Linked DNA regions of Mus musculus: regions 1, 2 and 3 are each linked to region 4. Evidence: chromatin contacts called from public Hi-C, HiChIP or PLAC-seq and promoter capture Hi-C data. All regions are on one chromosome and are shown on one strand. The core of a region is the stretch at or near the end of the contact, and the rest is flanking DNA. Distances in the headings are between cores, read along the strand shown. Region 1 holds the start of Slc35f3 (solute carrier family 35, member F3). Region 2 overlaps Gm46072 (a long non-coding RNA gene). Region 3 holds the start of Coa6 (cytochrome c oxidase assembly factor 6). Region 4 holds the start of Rbm34 (RNA binding motif protein 34).

The links. Promoter capture Hi-C pulls out the DNA fragments that hold promoters and counts their contacts. Hi-C and Micro-C count contacts between places; a contact is called where the count stands out from the background. HiChIP or PLAC-seq counts read pairs in DNA pulled down with a chosen protein or histone mark.
Region 1: a promoter capture Hi-C map of stem cell-derived epiblast-like cells shows a contact between it and region 4, with 3 times the contacts expected there. The contact joins the promoter of Slc35f3 here to the promoter of Rbm34 in region 4. A contact is called at or near these places in 3 of 39 promoter capture datasets (hippocampal neurons, pre-B cells and stem cell-derived epiblast-like cells) and 1 of 115 datasets of contacts at active chromatin or transcription factors (large pre-B cells).
Region 2: a FOXA1 HiChIP or PLAC-seq map of pancreatic cancer cells shows a contact between it and region 4. The contact joins the enhancer-like site here to the promoter of Rbm34 in region 4. A contact is called at or near these places in 3 of 39 promoter capture datasets (liver and pre-B cells), 2 of 484 Hi-C or Micro-C datasets (cerebral cortex and liver) and 3 of 115 datasets of contacts at active chromatin or transcription factors (bone marrow-derived macrophages, large pre-B cells and pancreatic cancer cells).
Region 3: a Hi-C map of B cells shows a contact between it and region 4, with 25 read pairs. The contact joins the promoter of Coa6 here to the promoter of Rbm34 in region 4. A contact is called at or near these places in 16 of 39 promoter capture datasets (the 3T3-L1 cell line, the C10 cell line, the HPC-7 cell line and 11 more), 1 of 15 datasets of contacts at CTCF or cohesin (the NIH/3T3 cell line), 18 of 484 Hi-C or Micro-C datasets (B cells, CD4 T cells, CD8 T cells and 10 more), 24 of 115 datasets of contacts at active chromatin or transcription factors (the 230-238 cell line, DN3 thymocytes, the NIH/3T3 cell line and 19 more) and 4 of 9 other capture datasets (adipose tissue, liver, macrophages and 1 more).

What each region holds. Positions count from the first base shown.
Region 1 is chr8:126,137,545-126,140,742 of GRCm38.p6, reverse strand. It overlaps Slc35f3 (solute carrier family 35, member F3), which reads right to left and starts at 1,618. Exons shown (of 8, transcript NM_001363500.1): 1 at 1,568-1,618; 2 at 1,000-1,229. The coding sequence starts at 1,225.
Region 2 is chr8:126,092,149-126,094,977 of GRCm38.p6, reverse strand. The region is part of intron 1 of Gm46072 (a long non-coding RNA gene); the gene reads right to left. Among named protein-coding and RNA genes, the nearest start is that of Gm46072, 21 kb to the right of the region's middle. Within about 2 kb of position 1,472, at least 14 of the 459 cell types and tissues checked have an H3K27ac peak or open chromatin away from gene starts, as enhancers often do. A contact at or near this core is called in pancreatic cancer cells, where this site is marked.
Region 3 is chr8:126,421,042-126,424,088 of GRCm38.p6, reverse strand. Coa6 (cytochrome c oxidase assembly factor 6) reads right to left here and starts at 1,588. Exons shown (of 2, transcript NM_174987.4): 1 at 1,259-1,588. The coding sequence starts at 1,402. It overlaps Gm51604 (a long non-coding RNA gene), which reads left to right and starts at 1,719. Exons shown (of 2, transcript XR_003947620.1): 1 at 1,719-1,820.
Region 4 is chr8:126,969,351-126,972,378 of GRCm38.p6, reverse strand. Rbm34 (RNA binding motif protein 34) reads left to right here and starts at 1,330. Exons shown (of 11, transcript NM_172762.3): 1 at 1,330-1,389; 2 at 1,470-1,641; 3 at 2,251-2,396. The coding sequence starts at 1,340.

The sequences.
Region 1 (3,198 bases), core at 369-2,868, 830 kb after region 4:
CAAGACCAAAGCCAACTGCTTGGACTTGAAGGTGTTAAGAATAATTCATGTAAAGACAAGCTCTTACTGGTAAATATCATCAAATTATAAAACAAATGTCTAGTGTTTCCCCTTAAGGGAAAACCAATACATTGTGTTGTAATTCCAAGCAACAAAAGGTTAAAAAATATCTTTCAGAATTATCAAGCTGTTGGTCTAGACTTTCTTACAAATGAATGAGTCATGCTTCCTTCTCAGACCCACCGAAGGAGTGAGCTGCAATCTTTTCCCAGTGTCTAACTACAGAGGCATAACTCGGGACCCTGGTAATATCTCAAACAATATCTTGAGTTTGTATTGGCAAATCTCTACCTTCCAAAGAAAACAAAATAGATGTCAGCAAGTCAGTCCTGCCTGCACAGGTAGTTTCTTCATGCCTCACCATTGCAGCCAAGGTCATCAGCTGAGGCTCAGGGTGAAGTCTGAGGTACCCCAACCTGGCCCCAAGAACTCATCTTCCGGAAACTCAAATACCTAGAAAGATCTGAACAAAATCCTCTCGCTTAGGACCCATACAATCCTAAACCAAAGAGACGGAGCTAGATCCAATGAATCTTTATCACTTCTCCTGAGAGATTAATTAAATTCCAGGCCCAAGGGCTGAGTTCTCCTGAGCTAACTGCACCAGGATCCAATGAGAAACCCACACAGACCAGTTCTCTGAAGCAGCTCTCACTGATAGACACAACAGGCTTACCCTCAGAATCACTCAGAAGTGGACACAGGTCAGGGAGGTGTCAGAGAAAATGTAACACAAAGCCCCCTCCCCCTCTCTCCCTCCCACCTCCACCTCTGCTTTCAGGACTTGAGAAACGCCTCCAGGCCTCTTCATCAAAGTTGCCTATCTGCATGTAGAAGAGAGGGTTCAGTGAACCATCCCTGTGCGCTTCCCTGGTAGCTGTGTCTCTGGCAGGGAGACCACTAGTGGGCAAGGGAATTACGGGGGAGGGGGGGTCTTACTTTTGTAGCTGGTCGCCCAGGGCTGGTAGCCATAGTAGCCTGTGATGCGCAGGATCCGCTCCTCGATGGATGTGAGTCCCACCGGTCCACTGGTGAGATCCTCCACAGAGCGAGACCATTTCAGATCCTCCTTGATCGCCTCATCCACCACCAAGTACTTGAGCTGCCGGAGCTGAGGACTGATGTCGGACAGTCTCCGCGGGCTGACGTCCGGTGACCTCCTCATGCCACTGAGGCCGCGGGAAGGCGGGATGAGTCAAGGGCAGAGAGGAGGAGATGTCAGTGAGGACTGGTGAGGACCCACGGCTACTCCCCTCGCGTTGCTTGCCATGTGCCCTGCTCCCAGGAACCTCGGCGTCGGGTCCCGCGCCCTACTCTGGGCGCCTCTGGCAACGTGAGCTAGGGCGAGTGGCCCGGAGATGCTGCTGAAACTTCCCAAGCTCCGCCACACACGACCGTCCCTCTGTCCCTCCCTCCCACCAGGAGAGCAGCAGTGCGGGTTAGGCAGGGTCGCGGATGCCCGGGGGCTACCTGCCTGCTGCCCTCCCGCGCCTGCAGCTCTACTCACACAGCAATGCTCTTGGTCCTGGAAGCGCCGCCGGGAAACTCTCGGATCCCCATGGGCGGCGGCAGCGAGTGGCCCGGGGCGCCCAGGCTGGAGCCGAGGGGAGCCGCGGCCGGAGCTCCCGGCAGCCGCCACAAAGGTCTGGACGCCCGTAGGTCGCCCGCGCCCGCTGCCCGGAGCCGGTGGCAGAACAGCGCCGCGCCCCTTGCCTGCCACCGCCGGCGCCCTAGTACTCGCGGTCACGGACGCCCAGGCTCCGGAGAGCGCGCCCGGTAGTGCGCTCCGGAGCCACCGGGACGCGAGGCTGTGGCGGCCTCGGCGCGCGTGGACCTGGCGGGGACGCGCGTTCAGATCCTCGCAGCCCGGAGTGTGCCAGGCTCCGCAAGCTCTGCAACCTTAGGGCGCGGGACCTGTCACGGTCCTGGCGTTCTGGTTTCGACACGTGAGTCTCTCGGTCTTTCCCCCCAACACCCACCCCAAACACAAACGCGCGCGCGCCACCCCAAAGAGCGCTGCTACTACGAAAGCAAACAGCAAACTAACCTGGCATTTCACAGTGCACACTAAGTGGCTTATTTAGAATAGGTGGCAATTGATTTGCTGGATCAAGCCCAGTCCTCAGCTCACACAGCTCAAGGAAAAGGGCACTAACTGCTTCAGTGCCCTCTACAGAGACTGTCGTCCTACCTAGCTTCCGATCAGTTTTTGTGTCTTGTTCCTAAGCCATTCTAGACCTCCAAATCACCCTCCATACTGCTCTTCTGCACTGAGCGCAAAGTCAGAAAATACGCAGATATATAAGAGAAGAAAAATAGCCTTATCACGTCCCGAAAGGTTACTATGAATTATAGCTAGATTCTATTCCAACATTTTTCTGAGTGTGAGATACATTTCCCCCAAGAGATCAAACCGCCTGCGCTACTTTATGTATTACTTTAGGAAAAGATATATTGTTCCTCCGAGAACTGGGAATAGAATAGAACTCACTTCCTCAACTTGCTGAACTTGCTGAAACCTGCTGCAAACAGGTAAGAAACTCCAGTTTTCCTGCTGGGAGACAACCTAGGGCTTCCTACCTTTGCTGTGCCTCTACAACATCTTACCGGCAGTCCTAGACAATTAAATTACACAAGAAAGGGAAGACGATGGCTGCTACATAGGAAGAAGTGAAAGAAAAAATGAAGTTGTCTTCCTAGATGACAGCCAAGCAGATCTGGAAAGTCTCAGAGCTGACCAAAACAAAAAACAAAAAAACTTCGGAATTAATAACTGTGATGTCAATCTTGATTGTCTGTCGATTTGATGTTAGAATTACCATGGAAACAAACCTTTGGGCATGTCTATGAGGGAGTTTTCAGATATGGGCAGCATCATTCCATGGGCTGGGTCCTGGCCTGATTAAAAAGGAGAAAATGAGCTGAGCATTTGTGTTCATCTTTCTCTGCTTCCTGTCTGTGGATACCTCGTGACCAGCTGCTTTTGTCTGTGGATACCATGTGACCAGCTGCTTCTGTCTGTTGACACTATGTGCCCGATGCCCTGTGGCTACCTCGTGACCAGCTGCCTCAGGCTCCCTCCACCAGGTCTTTTTTTTTTTTTTTTTTTTTTTTTTTTTTTTTTTTTTTACCACAATG
Region 2 (2,829 bases), core at 223-2,722, 880 kb after region 4:
TCATCAGGTCAACACAACCACATGGCCAAGCAGCAAGCTCCAGGTAGCAGTGGACACCACATTATCCTGCCAAATCAGGATTGCCCATGGGCACTATCAAAAAGATCCCTCATTGCAGGCCTCCCACTGGCCCACTGTCTCTGCTAACATAATGTCTGCCCCACTGAGGTGGCCCACTCTGTCTGTTACCATAGTCATTTTGGTCCCATTCCTGAGCAGGAAGAAAGGGCTTCCTCCCATTGTTCTGCCTACAGCCTTGTCATTCAGCAGTGAATTCAGAGCATACCCTGTGAGGAGGAGGAAGAAGAAGAGGAAGAGGAAGAAGAGGAAGAGGAGGAGGAGGGAAGAGGAGGAGGGGGAGGAGGAGGAGGGAAGAGGAGGAGGGGGGAGGAGGAGGAGGGGAGAGGAGGAGGGGAGAGGGAGAGGAGGAGGAGGAGGAGGAGGAGGAGGAGGAGGAGGAGGAGGAGGAGTGTACTGAGTTAGTGACTCTCTTTCCTGCTTTCTTGTTCTGGGAGTTTCAGGAGAAACTTGAAAGATTGCCTGTGAAGAGTTTGTGAGTCCAGGCATTAACTACCGTCCCCTGTTGTTGATTGAGAACCTTTTAAAAACAGACATTTAGTGCATACACAGTGTGTGTGTGTGTGTGTGTGTGTGTGTGTGTGTGTGTGTGTGTGTGTGCACAGTCTGTGTATGGGAGGGTCACAGGGTCAGAGAACAACTTAGATGATTCAGTTCCCTCTTTCCATCATGTGAGTCACAGAATCAAACAGATCAATAGCTTGAGGCCTTAAGCACCTTTGCACACTGAGTCACCTCGCCAGCCCTAGTTGGACTTAGGGCTTGTTCATGCTCCTTGCAGCTTCTCAGAGAAACTTGTCAGACAGTCAGGAATCTCCTTCACAAGTCCTAGTCATTATCTGATCACATACTTCACTTCAGGTTAGTGGAAACTAGGGGCCTTCTCATACATCCCAAGGGTCCCACGAAAGCCATTAGACATAGAAGTGAATACTACATATGTATAAAGGGGCCTTTAAAGAGCCCAAGATAATTTTTGATCTTGAGCTGCAATATTCCAGCTCTCTGCATTAAGGAATTTCTAATCATTCAACCAGCCTGGTACAAGGTTTAGCATGGGGGGGGGGGGGGCAGAAATAACCCCTTGGGAAATCAACCTGCCTTCTAGAACCTTCAACACAGGTGTGGCATTTTTTTTCTGAGAAATTCGATTACAAAGGTTTTATCAAGAGGGGTGTGATGGGGGCTCCTTTTCAGAGGTGAAGCCTAGAGAGGACCCTGAATCTCTCCTGTTTTGCCTGCCCGGCTCCATAAGCTCTCTCAAGAACTGCACAAGGGAGGAGGTATACAAGATGCAGAAGCCTCTGGTGCAGGATGAAGCCAGGACAAAGGCGGAGATTTGTGGAGAGTGGAGGGCGATCCTTCCTTGCAGCTCTCTCTCTAGGAGTCAATGGGTGTGGTAGGACCTTGTTCCTGTGCGTGCCTGCTGTGGTGGCCTCAGAACCCTCAAGGCCTCAGGCTCTTGAATGGTGGCCAGTGTTTCATCCCTGAGCGGCTATTTCCCAGTTACCCCTCACTTGTAAGGATATCAGCAGGTAGCCTGAGGGAAAGGTGTTCAGAGACTCAGGCTACTCCCCATGGATGCCCTTAAGGCATTATTATACATCTACAGTGTAAGTATAGAAGTAGGAGAGAGAAATAAACTTTACCATGCAACCCTAGCTGGCCTCTAGTTTACAACCCTCCCGCCTCAGCCTCCTAAGTAGCTGAGGTCACACAGGTATGCCTCCATGTGCAGCTGGGACAACTGATCCTTCTGTTCTGTCCCTGCTTCTCAGTACTAGTGCACTGTGCAGCCTTCTCAGATTGGCTTCTGTCATTTGCTGTCACAGTTACATTCTTCTTGGACACTAAACATATTCCTGTGGCTGTCTAGATGGTCTGCCCATTTACCCACTGAAGGCTGTCTTGTGTGAGGGAGCTCTCACTCATACTCTGAGTTTGTGCAGGTGTTAGCACAAGGGCAGACTATCAGACAGAGCCACACATCTCATTACCAACCGTGACACGGTGGCCCAGATTTCCTACTTAAATTAGAAATCAGACATCTCAGGGGCTTTGTAAGAAGAATATTCTCCAGTAGGAGATTAGAAATACTGTTTAAGCATGAACTCCCACAGGACATGTGTCAGACAAAGAATAGGGAGTCTAAGGAATTCTGCCAGAGGTAATTTAGAAAAATGGTTAGAAGTCTTTGTGCATGTATGCATGGTGTGTGTGTGTGTTATATAGGTGGATAGATAGATGAGATGATTGATTGATTGATAGATGATAGATATGTGGGTAGGTAGGTAGATAGATAGATAGATAGATAGGCAGATAGATAGATAGATAGATAGATAGATAGATAGATAGATAGATAGATAGATAGGTAGATAGGTAGATAGGTAGATAGAGTCTCCTGTAACCTGGGCTAATATCAGAAGGAAGTCTTATGTGAGGGAGTCCTCAATCTGCAAACAGTAGAGCCTTCAGGATTTGAGAATTACCTTGAATTTAAGAGCCTCTTGCCTCTGCCTTCCAAGTGCTGGGAGGCATGTGTCACTGTGCCCTGTTTTATTCAATGCCCATTTACCCAATGAAACCCAGGGCTTTATACATGCTAGGCAAGACCTATACCAAGTGAACCACAGCCCTGCCCACTCTAGGAATATTTTAAAATAGTGAAAGCACCTGGAAGGGCAAGTGTCTGAACCCTGAATGGATTGGAATAAGCTGTCCAGTCAACTGCTCCTTCAAGGACATGTGACA
Region 3 (3,047 bases), core at 339-2,838, 550 kb after region 4:
TGTTCAGTCTGTCTGTCAATCTTGAACTAACTGCACTAGAATGGGTGTTGCATAAAGGATATAAGATTAAAAAGCATATGATATCCCTCACATTTTGTGGCAAATTATTGTAACATCTGTCAGGATCAATGCCCCAAGAGACAATTACATTTAAAGGTAATTTAGGCATTCCATCCCAACTTAAATGGGGTGGGACAAGCCATACCTTCTACAGGACTGATTGATCAGAACGGGAGTGACTACGGAGAGGTTTGATTGCTGCCAGGTCTGTCTTTAGCTCTCTCTACTCTTAAGCTCTCTTAATCCCTTGCCCTCTTCTGTGACTGACATAACACCCTGGTGACAGGTGAAACCTTCTGTAATGTTTTAACAGACCACTGGCTTCCACCAACCAGAAGGCTTCCTTTGCTGTAACAAACTTACCTTTTGTTTCCACCGTTTGTTCTGTTCCATAAGACTGCATAAAACTTCTGCCAAATGGTATCTGGGGAAAACCTCATACTCTGTTCCTGAGCCAGTCACTCATATTTGGCTACAAAACAGACTAGCCCTTGAAGCGAGAGCAGTATTTTGGTGTTGACAACAGCTTGTCCAGAACTCAGCACCTCTTAGGGTGTTTCTCCTCCCGAACCTGTGGGTGCACCAGCCACCCTGAGCTGTGGTTCTCTTGTCCCTGCATAGCACATGCCCACATCTTTCTCATAGGACCGCTGTAGAGCAGAGTACACGTACACTTCAGGATCTTAGTTCGAATCCTCCACTACAGAGGCTGCTTCATCCTGGAGAAATGTTTCTCCTCTGATGCATGACTCCCGCGGCATAAATCTGGATGCAAGACCTCCCAAGGCTGAATTTAAAATCCCAGCGAATGAATCCAAGTGTCTCTCTCAGAACACATTCCCATGATCCTCCATCTCCTCCCCACCCTCTCATGCACGAGTGTCTTTGGACACACCTCTCAGTCTTTATAGGAGTCGACAGAGGCTGGGACAAGGCGAAGAGAGGGAAGAACTAATACTGAGTGAGCCAGACTGCTTAATATGACCAGGCTCTAGGGGAGGAGCTGTGAGAAAGGCTATGGACGCCTGCAGAAGTCACAGCGCTGTACCACCAGGTCCCTTCTCCAGAGTCTGGTAGCGCTGTCATTTTCTCCAGTAATACCAACTAACTGGTGACTTCCAACGCGTGACCTTGCTCCTCAAAACCCACCCTAAGGTGAGGGTGCGCGCAGGGATGTGTTGCACCCCGCGGGACTTACCCACTGCTGGGGGCAGCTGGCCTCGAACGAGCTCCTCAGCTTCTGGCACCGGGCCGCGTCCTCCGCGTTGTCGTCCAGGCAGCGCCAGTACAGGTCGCGCGCACCCCAGCATGCCTGCCTTTCCTTCATGGAAGGGGCTGCCATTCCTGCCTGCAGTGGTCACGCGGGAAGCCACGCAACATGCGACCGGGGCTCAGCCTACGTGGGAGAGCGGTGTGGACTGTGGTTCCCGCACGGCGGTGTCGCCCCGCAGGTCCACCGACTGCACAGGGAAACTCACTGCGAAAGTACCCGCCGCCGATTGACCTGCCCCGGCCTCCGTTTGCAAATAGAAGGGCGGGACTTCCGGCCGAGTCCGTTTCTCCGGCGGATAATTTCCGGCACCAGGGGCGTGGCCTATGGGCGGAAACTAATATCTGATTGGTACCGCCCTCTGTAGCTGCGGCTGCCCTGATTGGCTGAAGAGGGACCCGGAATTGGCGGAGGCGGCCGAGCCGGCACCAAGCTCCGTTCTCAGAGTGTGGTGAGAAGGGGATAGCTCGCCGGAGAGCGCCGACTCTGGGTGAGGGTGAAGCTGAGGTTGGCCATGCTAGAGGTTCCCTGTGCCTTTTATCAATGTCAGGTTATAAAAAGGTATCCGGGCGTGGTGGCACACGCCTTTAATCCCAGCACTTGCGGGGCAGAGGCAGGCAGATTTCTGAGTTCGAGGCCAGCCTGGTCTACAAAGTGAGTTCCAGGACAGCCAGGGCTACACAGAGAAACCCTGTCTCGTATATTTATCTCATTTTATCGATATGGCTGCAATTATGACTGTGCATAATGGTACATCAAGAGCAGACATGAATGAAATGGGAAATAAAAGCAGTGATGTTCGCAGCCAGCCACAGCTGTCTGTATATCTCTTCCCGACCGTCATAATCAAGAATTCATTGGAAACTGAAATAACAGTAGCAATTTCAGTAGTGAAGTTTAGCTCTGTAGATGACAAGAAAGTGAGGCTCTTATAAACAAATGAAGTTTAGCAAAGTGTACAGTTTCTAGAGAGATGGTGCTAGTAGAAATTTAAATTTGCACTGAAAATCCTTCTACAGACAAATTCCAGATAGTTCCTCCAGGAGGTTCCTCTCGACTTTTACTAATTAAATTCTACCTGTATTCTTGCTACTGTTAACTTGTACTAGTTACAGAACCTCCCCAACTCTGAAATAACAAACTCCTTGGAACTCATTGATTTATAAGAGAGAGGAAGAGGAGGGAGAGGGATAAAATGGTGTGATAATGCTTTATATGTCTCACTTAACTAAGAGGGTTTGCTGTAGAAGGATTAATGTACATGATTATGGGAGCCATCCAAGACTTTGTTGAAGGTGTTAGACATTATGCATTGTATGTTCCCCAGTGTCTTGCCAATATATTAAAAAAAAAAAAAAGTCCTATTCAAAACTCTGGTGGACCTGTATGAGAAAATATGATTTAGGGGTTGAAAATTAATTTTTAAAAATTTATTATTTTGTATGCATGGGGGTACTACATGCATGCAGCCTTGAAAAGGTTTTTTTTTAGCCCCACTCATCTACACAAACCCAAACAGCATCATGAAATGGACAGAAAAGACAAGTTGCAGTGCAGGCATTCACTATACCTACAAACCGTAAGACATAGAAACCCTTTCCTTCTCTAAAGGTGCACAAGACAGATGCAACACTGCTGAGAAAATGAGCAGTCTATGCAGATACTGAATCCTCATTGGTTACCACAGCAGTATATGCAAATACTGACGTCCTCATTG
Region 4 (3,028 bases), core at 81-2,580:
TGGGCAAGTCCAGACAAGTCAATTACTAACAGGAAAAAGCCCAGGCTCCAGCTTTCATGCCCAGGTAATGGAATGTCCCAGCCACCTGGCCTGAAGCAAGCACAATGGGTCAGCAGCAGTTTCCAGAGTTCCTCAGTAACAGTTCCCAGACCTCCCCAGCAAGTTTCCAGCCCCCACATCCCAGTAATGGAATGTCAGTATCCCTAGAGATAGACCCAACATATTAACATAGAGGTCACCTACCCCAGCATTCCCTAATGTGCTTTAAATCTGGCCTGCAAGCTCACTTGGGTGTCTCTCTATCTTGGTAACTGGGGAGATCCCAACATGCTGGACTTCCTGCAGGCAAAAGAGGCTACGACCGCATATCCCAGAATAGCCTCAAAATCATGGCCAAGCTCTACCTAGGCCCTAGAGAACAGGGATTACAAATATAAGCCACTATTAAAAAAAAATCTAAGTATGAATTTACTTAAAGAATGACGGGAGGTGGGGAGGGGGCTGGTGAGATGGCTCAGTGGATAAGAGCACTGACTGCTCTTCCTCAGAAGGTCTTGAGTTCAAATCCCAGGAACCACATGGTGGCTCACATCCATCCATAATGAGATCTGACACCCTCTTCTGGTGTGTCTGAAGACAGCTACAATGTACTTATGTATAATAATAAATAAATATAAAAATAAATGACAGGGCGGCTTTGAAGACGGAATAGTACAAGGATGTGACCAGTTAAACTGTGATCCCAAATACTTGTTTTCTGCCGACTTTGAAACGTCAAACTTCGGGAAAGGTGTACCCTTCCCCGACTGCTAAGACACATCCCTGTAGCCCCATTTCTCTTGGAAACCTCCTTCCTTAATGAGCTGTGGCCGACAGCCTTCCCTAAGCCTGGGGGGCGGGGGGGCTTGTTTTATTTGAGACGAGGTAGCTATGCTGGAGCCATGTGGTTTTAGCCGGTCCTGGAAATCGAGGTAATCCGGCTACTTCGAGCCCCAAATTCTGGGATTAAAGACCTAAGCCACTATGTCAGGTTTTAGCTGACCCTCGTACTAACACGAGGCCTCAGCTACTCGTGAGACTTGCTGCACTCCCTCAGCCTAGGTTTCCCTGAGACGCCTGCGGACTGCAAAACCATTAGTATTAAGCATAGCGCGGCTCCTGCGCAGCCACGGGCTGAATGGGGAGAGGGGGTGTGGTCCTGAGCGGAAGAGCTCAGCCTTAGAACGGAAGTAGTCGGAACCCGGAGGCTGCCGGAACCCGGAACCAGAGGGAACGCATGACTAGTCGGATCCCAGAAGCGCGGACCTAGGACTTCCATCCCGGAAGCTCAGTTTTCAGCATGGCTCTGGGAGGGGAGGAACGCAAGAGAAGGAAGGGCTCGGAGCGGAGGTGAGTGGCGGCGGGCGTTGGTGTGGATGGGTTGGCGGTGAGTGGCGCGGCGTGGCTGAAGAGTGCTCTTGTGTTTGCAGACAGAGCTCTGGAGACGGCGTGAGCTGTGCGGCCAGCGACTACCTGGTGGGACAGGTCGCCGACAGCTTGCGGGGCGGCCCGCGGCCTCCTGGAGGCGGGACGGGGCGGCTGGCCGCTCTCTTCAGCACCGCGGAGCCATCGGCTCCTCCTGTATTTGTGCCTGTGCCCCAGGTGAGTCGCCGGGCTGCACCCTGAGTATCCCGGTAGAGAGAGATGTAGAGGGTCACTCTCCTGACAGCAGTGACTGTCTGGTCCTTTGAGCAGGGCTAGCGCTTCACCCTCAGCCTATTTGATTGGCAGGGTCACCTGTAGACCGTGTAAGCCTCAAATTTCAGTTATGTATCCGAGGATGAACTAAACTCCTGATCCTTCTCCAGCCTTGAGTTCTGAGATTACAGAGTCGCTCCCACCATGTCCGACTTGACTTTTTTATTTTGAGACAGGATCACACTAGTTGCGCACGCTTAGAATACACGGTAACCCAGATTCTATATTCCTGCCTCACCTTTCCACTGAATGGCTGGTGCTGCAAGAATATTCTGCTTCTCTCCGTAACCCGTGAAGAAGTATCCATGTAGAAAGGCACATCGGAGTACTGCTCAGGGACTTGGAGACGGAGGGACTTTGCTATGTAGCTCTGGCTGGCCTGGCACAGTTCCTCCTGCCTCTATTCCTGAATACTGGAATTACAGATATAAGCCACAACACACAGCTTTAGGGTCAGGATTTTTTTTTTTTTTAAAGTTTGAGGTTTTAAATATGACTTCAAACTTTTGAAAGGAAACATCTAAAAAAAGAAAACTTGATGATGATGATGATGATGAAGAAGAGAGTGTGTCCCAAACTAAAAAGCCAGTTTTGCAAGAGCCTTCGAGAAAAGTGAAAGTGAAGAAACTCTCTGATGCAGACAAAAGACTGGCAAACAGGTTGGTAGAAATCTCCTTTTTGCTATATTAAATACCTCAGGCAGTTTTTTTTTTTTTTTTTTTAATGTTCATCTTAATTTTTTTCACTGCATATTCTGAAATTTAAAAAATACATTATACAAAGTCTCATACAGGGTTAAAAGATACAAGAAAGCCATTTATCCTAAGCGAACAGATACTGGTAGATCAGCTTTTTAGGTCTTTGTGTCCATCACTGCTTCTTGATTCTGAGCCAGCCTTGTTAGGACTTTAACCCCTTCTCTGTTTTCTGAGTTGGGATTTCTGAGTTAGTGTGTCTGTCAAATGTGAATTTGGTTTTCATAGGAACCAAATTTCCCTTACTAACTTAAAATTCCTTTTACATAATATTTGAGTTAGTATCCAAACAGATACACTACTTTTCTATTGAGTGTTCCTCATTCTTTCTTGGAGACTTCTTGCATCCCAGGTGGACCTTAAACTCACTCTGCAACCTAAGCTGTACTTCAGCTTCCACAAACCCTTGGCTCTCAATTCCTTCTCGCTGCTTCAAGCCTATTTTCTTTTCCCATTTTTACACTCTCCTCTTTCAGTAAAACCTTCAGTAGTTATTACGTTTGTTGTCTGCATGTGTGTCAGTGCATTCCTGTCAA